Regions from separate parts of the Rattus norvegicus genome. Here region 1 is linked to region 2. A link is a contact called in public Hi-C data. All regions are on one chromosome and are shown on one strand. The core of a region is the stretch at or near the end of the contact, and the rest is flanking DNA. Distances in the headings are between cores, read along the strand shown. Region 1 overlaps Bcl2 (BCL2, apoptosis regulator). Region 2 overlaps Bcl2 (BCL2, apoptosis regulator).

What was found. A called contact is a pair of places that touch in the nucleus more often than the background predicts.
Region 1: a contact with region 2 is called in a Hi-C map of the A7r5 cell line, with 2.5 times the contacts expected there. The contact joins two enhancer-like sites. A contact is called at or near these places in 6 of 12 Hi-C or Micro-C datasets (the A7r5 cell line, the Rat2 cell line, Schwann cells and 3 more).

The regions. Positions count from the first base shown.
Region 1 is chr13:23,287,631-23,290,762 of GRCr8, reverse strand. The region is part of intron 1 of Bcl2 (BCL2, apoptosis regulator); the gene reads left to right. It overlaps LOC134481474 (a long non-coding RNA gene), which reads left to right. Exons shown (of 2, transcript XR_010056970.1): 2 at 1-2,995. Among named protein-coding and RNA genes, the nearest start is that of Bcl2, 78 kb to the left of the region's middle. Within about 2 kb of position 1,337, at least 66 of the 93 cell types and tissues checked have an H3K27ac peak or open chromatin away from gene starts, as enhancers often do. A contact at or near this core is called in the A7r5 cell line, where this site is marked.
Region 2 is chr13:23,205,659-23,208,941 of GRCr8, reverse strand. The region is part of intron 1 of Bcl2 (BCL2, apoptosis regulator); the gene reads left to right. Among named protein-coding and RNA genes, the nearest start is that of Bcl2, 160 kb to the left of the region's middle. Within about 2 kb of position 1,576, at least 6 of the 93 cell types and tissues checked have an H3K27ac peak or open chromatin away from gene starts, as enhancers often do. A contact at or near this core is called in the A7r5 cell line, where this site is marked.

The DNA.
Region 1 (3,132 bases), core at 88-2,587, 82 kb before region 2:
GGAAGTTAGAAAACATTACCGCTTACACAGGGAGGGAAGGCTGAAACTGCCGGTCTTTGCAGCCTGCCGCAGCAGTAACCCTGCTGACTTCCCCACTCACCCTCCCATTGCCCTGCCTCCCAACCCCCTCACCAGCCTACAGGGCTCGTCCTGAGTTTTTGATTTCCAGGGATCACTTTTGAAGATCCCGCAATGCTTAGGTGATATTGAATTACTGATTATCCTCTGGTTCTGTTCCCACCGGAGGCATTCTGGTCAGCCACTCATTCCTCCCATTGAAAGCACTTGGTGGCATGAACTCACTGGGTTTCTGCCCACATCACTGCATTCCTGGGATACCATTCACAGGCCTTAGCAAGATCATCTGACAGCTGCCTGTGAGGTCAACGAACTCTCTGCATAATCAAATGCTCACAGCCAGGAGAAATCCTTTTCTGCTCCATCCCTCCTTGGGCAAAGAATACACGTTACACGGCCCCTTGGTTCCTTGGTGAGGAGGTTATGGACGTCCCCAGCTAGTTTTACATGATTTAATGCTGAGCAGAGAAGGAAAGTGATTGTATCCTCTACTGGGCCCCACAGAACAGTCACCACCCACACTGTTTATTCAGACTGGGATCTTGGCCATTTGGGGTTTAAGCCAGAAGAAAGGGGGGAAAACCAACCCTGGAATGAACACTTTTGAAACTCTGTATTCAGGATGAAATGCGGCCAAGGATTCTTTTTAAAAATCTATTTAGAATCAATTAGCAGGATCATATTTTCATTTGGAATGGATTGCTAGCAAAAGCTAATTGTCTGTTCTCACCCGGGTTCTGAGCTTGGGGGAGAGGCACAGACATTAGAATCAACCCTCTTGTTTTGCCGGAGTCTGATGCTACGACCAAACTATGTGTGGGCAGTTGGGCAACCCTGACCTTTGACCAGTTTCCATCTGAGAACAAGGAAAGAGGTGTGAGGAAGAGAGTCTGATGTAAACAAGCCTGCTCTGCATCCCAGAGCTTCCCTGGGAAGACTCCTCAGGAGCTTAGCCCAAACTGAAGGCAAGGGGCGGATCACAGGCCTGGGGCGGAGTCTCCAGGAGGTACCGCCTCCGTCTGTCTCTAGTCGGGACTGCCGGGACTGCAGAAAATTACCACAGACATGGGAGATTGTATCGTCGTTTTAAAGATCTCGAGAGGAGATTCCGGGACCTCCCATGGTTACCCACCTTGCTATTTAGCAGTTTCTTCCGCCAGAAAATTCCTTCTTATTTGCAGCTTCAAATGTGCATGTGGTGCTGCTTCGGGGAGAGGCTCCTGGTCCAGACCACTCCCACAGCCTGTTTACTCCTCTGACGGGATGGAGCCCATTACTGGCTTCTTCAAACCGTCAGGGGCTTAGATCTCCTTCTAGAACAGTCTATAGGCAACCCAAGATGGAACAGGAGAGAGGGTAGGCTAGGGCCCTGAGTAATGGCATTGTTGGAGATTAAATAGGTTAATGGACACTACTGGGCATTGTGTATTTATGGAGGACTGAAGAGCAAAGTGACAAGTAAGAGAGTGAGCCTCACACCCTCTGCATGGGGAAGACGCTGAAGTTCCTGCTGCAGATTTTAAAAGAAAAGGAAAAGGAATGGCCCCCAAACAGAGAGACTAGGATTGCACTGGCTCCAGGACTCTCCCCCTAGTGTTCAATACACAGAGCTGGGTTGGGGATGAGGCTCAGCGCTGTGTTTGCCTAGGGTGACAAGGCCCTGGCCTCACTCACCAGTAAACTGAGTGCGCTGTATGCTGCTGCAATGATCTATTCTGAAAAATGCAATCAGCAATTCAAATAGCAATTTACAAATCAAACGCGTGGATATAACAGAAACCAAAATATACTGAGGAGTGATGGTAGAAAAATATGAAAAGTCTTTGTTTCCATAATTAGACTACTAGTGTTTCTATAAAAGCAGACAGTATTGAGTGTACAGAGTGATATTAGCTTGTGATCTTGAAGCTGAGGTACTTCTAACATTGTGTGGTGTGGCATCATGTCTGCTGCCAAGAACACGGGAGTTCAGAAACAAGGCTGTGGTGTGACCAAAACAGGAACACTGCAAAAACGCTATGATTCATTTCCCATTTGATCTTGAATTAATATTGGGTCATAGGATGTACAGAAATCATTCACTGTTGACAATTCTTGTGACCCTCACCCCATAGGGGTCTTAGCTTAGGAAAAGTGGATTCTGTAGCATACCTACAGCCATTGCTGAAGCTGTGAAATCTCTGTGACAGAGTTAACCACATCATCCAGGCATGCATGCATGCATGCATACATACATACATACATACATGTATACATGCATACAGCAGGTACATATATATGTATCTGCTGACATTGTGCATATGTCCATATTTTATGGACAGCATGCTAACTTTGCTGGTCTCTTGGTTTGAAAATTCTAGCTGAGTTTTTCACCCACAGTTACATCTGGGTGCTCCTATGGGGAATAAGTAACCCAATCTACACATTCTATGAATGAATTGATTAGTATAATATATGCTTCTAACCCTAGCATTTGTAGAGGCAGGAGGACCAGAAGTTTAAGGTCATCCTCAGCTACATAGTGAATTTGGTAGTAGCCAGTGACACACACACACATACACACACACACACACATGCACACACATACACAGTCACACACATTACATACACACTCACACACATACACACACATGCACACACATACACAGTCACACACATACGCACACACTCACATACTCACACATACACACACACTCACACACACTCACACATACACACATACCAAAACAAGGGAGTTCAGCAATTAAGAGTATTTTCTGCACTCATAGTTTCCAGCATCCATGTAAGATAACTCACAACTGCCTGCACATCTACCTCTAGGGGATTTGACACCCTCCCTGTCTTCTGCAAGCACACTGCACATGGAACATGCCCTCATAAATGCACACACTAATAAATAAAAGTCTAAACAAAAAAACAAGAGCTAAAAGATAGAGAGGCTGAGAGACCCTCCCCAGGCAAGGTGGGGTCAGATGTCATTGCCAGGAACACCTGTCCTTAAGGCCATTGACTTAATAGCGAGTGTTCCTCTCTTTTCTCCTCCGGCCTCTTCTA
Region 2 (3,283 bases), core at 327-2,826:
AAGAAACTATTTTATTTTGAATTATGTGTATGTGGGTGCAAGAGTGCACACTTGAGTACAGATCCCCACAGAGACCATAGACAGTGATGTCCAAGAGCTGGATTTGTAGGTAGTTGTGAGCCACCCAACTTGAGTACTGGGACCTGAACTTGGGTCCCCTGCAAGAGCAGCTTATGGTCCTAACCACTGAGCCCTCTCTCCAGCCCCTTGGTCGTTATTAATACATAAAATAAGCAAATATGCATTTCGAATGGCCCTCGCACTTGAAGGAACAATGACAGGCTGTTCAGAAATCTCCCTTACTGGGATGTGGGAGAAAGCAAGATTCTCTGTAGAAATGGCTCTTCAGAGGTTCAGGTCAAAGTCCACAGGGTCCCCTTGCATTTTGGAATTAGAGAGGGCTTAGGGACCTTGTGCAATCTACAGGAATTAAGTGATTCACCGCCACCCTGTTTGACAAACCAATGGGTTAGCCATCTACACAGGACAAGCAGACATGGCTACTCCCACTTCAGTCTTCAGATCTAAGGCTGGCTCCCTAGGGAGGTGGACAGCAGCTTCCGTGCGGAGCAAGTAGGCATTACCAGAGGAGGGCACAGGCAGGTGGAGTTGTGCAAAGCTACAAAAGGGCAAGATGAAGGGCAGACAACAGGGCACGTTCTGATCACTGCGTTTGCTTCCTTCTGAACCACACTGACGGATGAATTCAAGGACCGTGTGCTACTCTTCATAGCTACCGATTCTATGACCGTGGGGATGTAAATAAGGTTCCGAGTTGGATGATTTGCTTAAGACCAAAAACTAATAAATTTTCAGAGCTGAGGTGTCACCCAGATCCTTCAGCAAGTTCAGAGGCCTTTCTAGACCCTTGGGGCTTCAAAGCCTCACCCCTACTCTTTTGGCCAGAAGGTACTAATTTAGCTCACCTGACTCAGAAAGCTGTTTTTCTTTACAATACACTTGGAAAATAGCCCTTGGGATGCTGCCTGAGACTGTTGGTGAGAAATGGTAAAGGAATGAAGGGACTACTCAGCCCCAGGAAGGGAGGAGTCTGGGGGAGACGTTTGTTCAGTCCCCTAGCACTATGTACTAGGCAAGTTGGGAAGAAACTACTCCCCCCACCCCCAGAATTGTCTCTGTTTCTGCCACCTTCTCAGGATGGCTGTATGACTGGGAAGGTCACATGACCAATGGCTTAATTGGTTTTAGATTTTGCCACAGAAAACTGAAGTGATTCAGTCAACAGCCTGACCCTCTCAGTGGAAGCTGACTTACAAACAGCCTGGGGTCAAAGACGCCCTGAAGAACTAGGATATCTTTGGCTGGGCCTTTAGGGGGCTCACACACTCATGGCTATGACAAAGGTGGGAGAAGACCACTAGATGTGGCAGCTGTCTTTCTTCTACCTCCACCTGTGAGGTGGTCCCTCCTCGTGCCCAGGGAAGGCAACTTCCTCAGGGATCATCAGTGCGGACCCTGATCTGTAACTGAGAGAACTATGCGTGTAGTTCATTTGTACCCTTTGCTCTCTCATTTCTGGAACTCAATTTGAGACATCCCCAACAGTAGATACATAAAAAGAAATCATCTGCGCCCTCTCCTGGCAAAAGTTAATCTAGCCCCACCAGAGCTACCCAACATGGACGGAGTTGGGGCAGCAACTCTGTCCATTGCTAATGTGGCCAACATCATTGACATTCACCTGGGCCGCTTGTTTTTCTGTGGCCCTTGGTCTGAGGGTATCCTGTAAAGTAGACCTTCTCAGCCTCAGTGACATTGGTATCTGATCTGAATTATCATTCCTAGTAGAAGCTGTCCATGTCTTATGGGATGGCAACACCCCAACAACCCACAGTGGCCAATAGCTCATTTGCCTCAAATAGTGAGGACCAGATATTTTCATCCATCCCTGGGGTGGGGGCAATATTGTCTTTTATATGAACCACAGCCTTGAACCATGGCCACTTTGCAAACAGTGCTTTTGGTCAGAAGGCTGTCACGAGGGGGTGTAGTGGAAGTTTCCCCTAATTGATTAAATAATAAAGAAAACAAGAAGCCAATCACTGGGGGAAGAAGGAGGTGGGCCTTCCAGCTCCAAAGGAGGAGGAGGGCTTCTTTTGGGAGGTGGGAGCAAGGTGGATAAGGTGTAGGTTGGGGCCTGTTAGTTCAGAATCCACCAGGATCCGCCACAGGAAAGTTTCTAACACAGAATAGTTGGTGAATTAAGGATGCTAGATTCCTTGACCAGCGATTGTGTTATCCGTTGATTCTAAACTAAGATTGTCTGGTGTTTTCCATTTTGTGGCGACTCAACTGAGCTCCAGGGAAAGGTAACCACAGAGGAGCATTGGGTTGGCAAGAGTGTGCTCCCAAATAGCTGCGGAAATTTGGGAGTGCTGAGCGGGTTTGGCAGCAAAGAGCCTTGGGGAGGAGAGAGCGATTTCAGAGCCATGGAGACACAGAGCCAGCATTGGTGGGAGAGACACTGACAGGAGGAAACATGTCATCTTGGTACCCGGCTGGGAACAGACTAGACCACCAGCCTGTGCCTAGCTTGCGATAGCGTGGATTGTTTTTTAATATTACATGCAACAAGGGGGCAAGGGCAGTTCCGCACAATCCCTTCATGATTATTGGTAACAACGTTGACGCATTGTCAATAGAGTTCTGGGAACTTTTTCTCTCATAATTGAATGGCTAAACGCCTTATGTGCAAAAGAATATCATAGTATTGCCGTAATTCAGCATGAAACATAAAATGTTGTTTATAGAATCTATTACAGGATACTACACACCCGTGAAAAAATAGCCAGGTAAATAGAGATTTAGCAGCCTGAGCACTTCTTTAGTCATGTGTTTAGCCTCCCCTTTAAGACTACCTCAGGATCCTCAGAGGCAATTACATGTAGAAGGAATAGATTAATAAGCATGTGGAAAAAGTAGGCCAAACTCAAAACAATGTGAGGGCTGAGGAAACGGCTCAGCTGGTAAAGCACTTACCTCGCAAGCATAAAGGTGTGCTTTAGGTCCCGGCATTGTGTGAAATGCTAGGCTTGGTGGCACCCAGCCCGAACCCCAGTGTCAGAGAGGGCAGAGCGAAGGGTATTGGCTAGGATCTGGGTTCAAATCCGGACTTTACCACTTCCTGAACACATTCCTTAACCCCTAACTCCCCCTACTCAGTGGATTCCTAGACTCTCCATCAAAACTGCAGCCTGCAATCTGGACAGTTATGCCTGGCCCTTCTCATGCCCTCACAATTGCCCCATGGCTGACAGCCCCT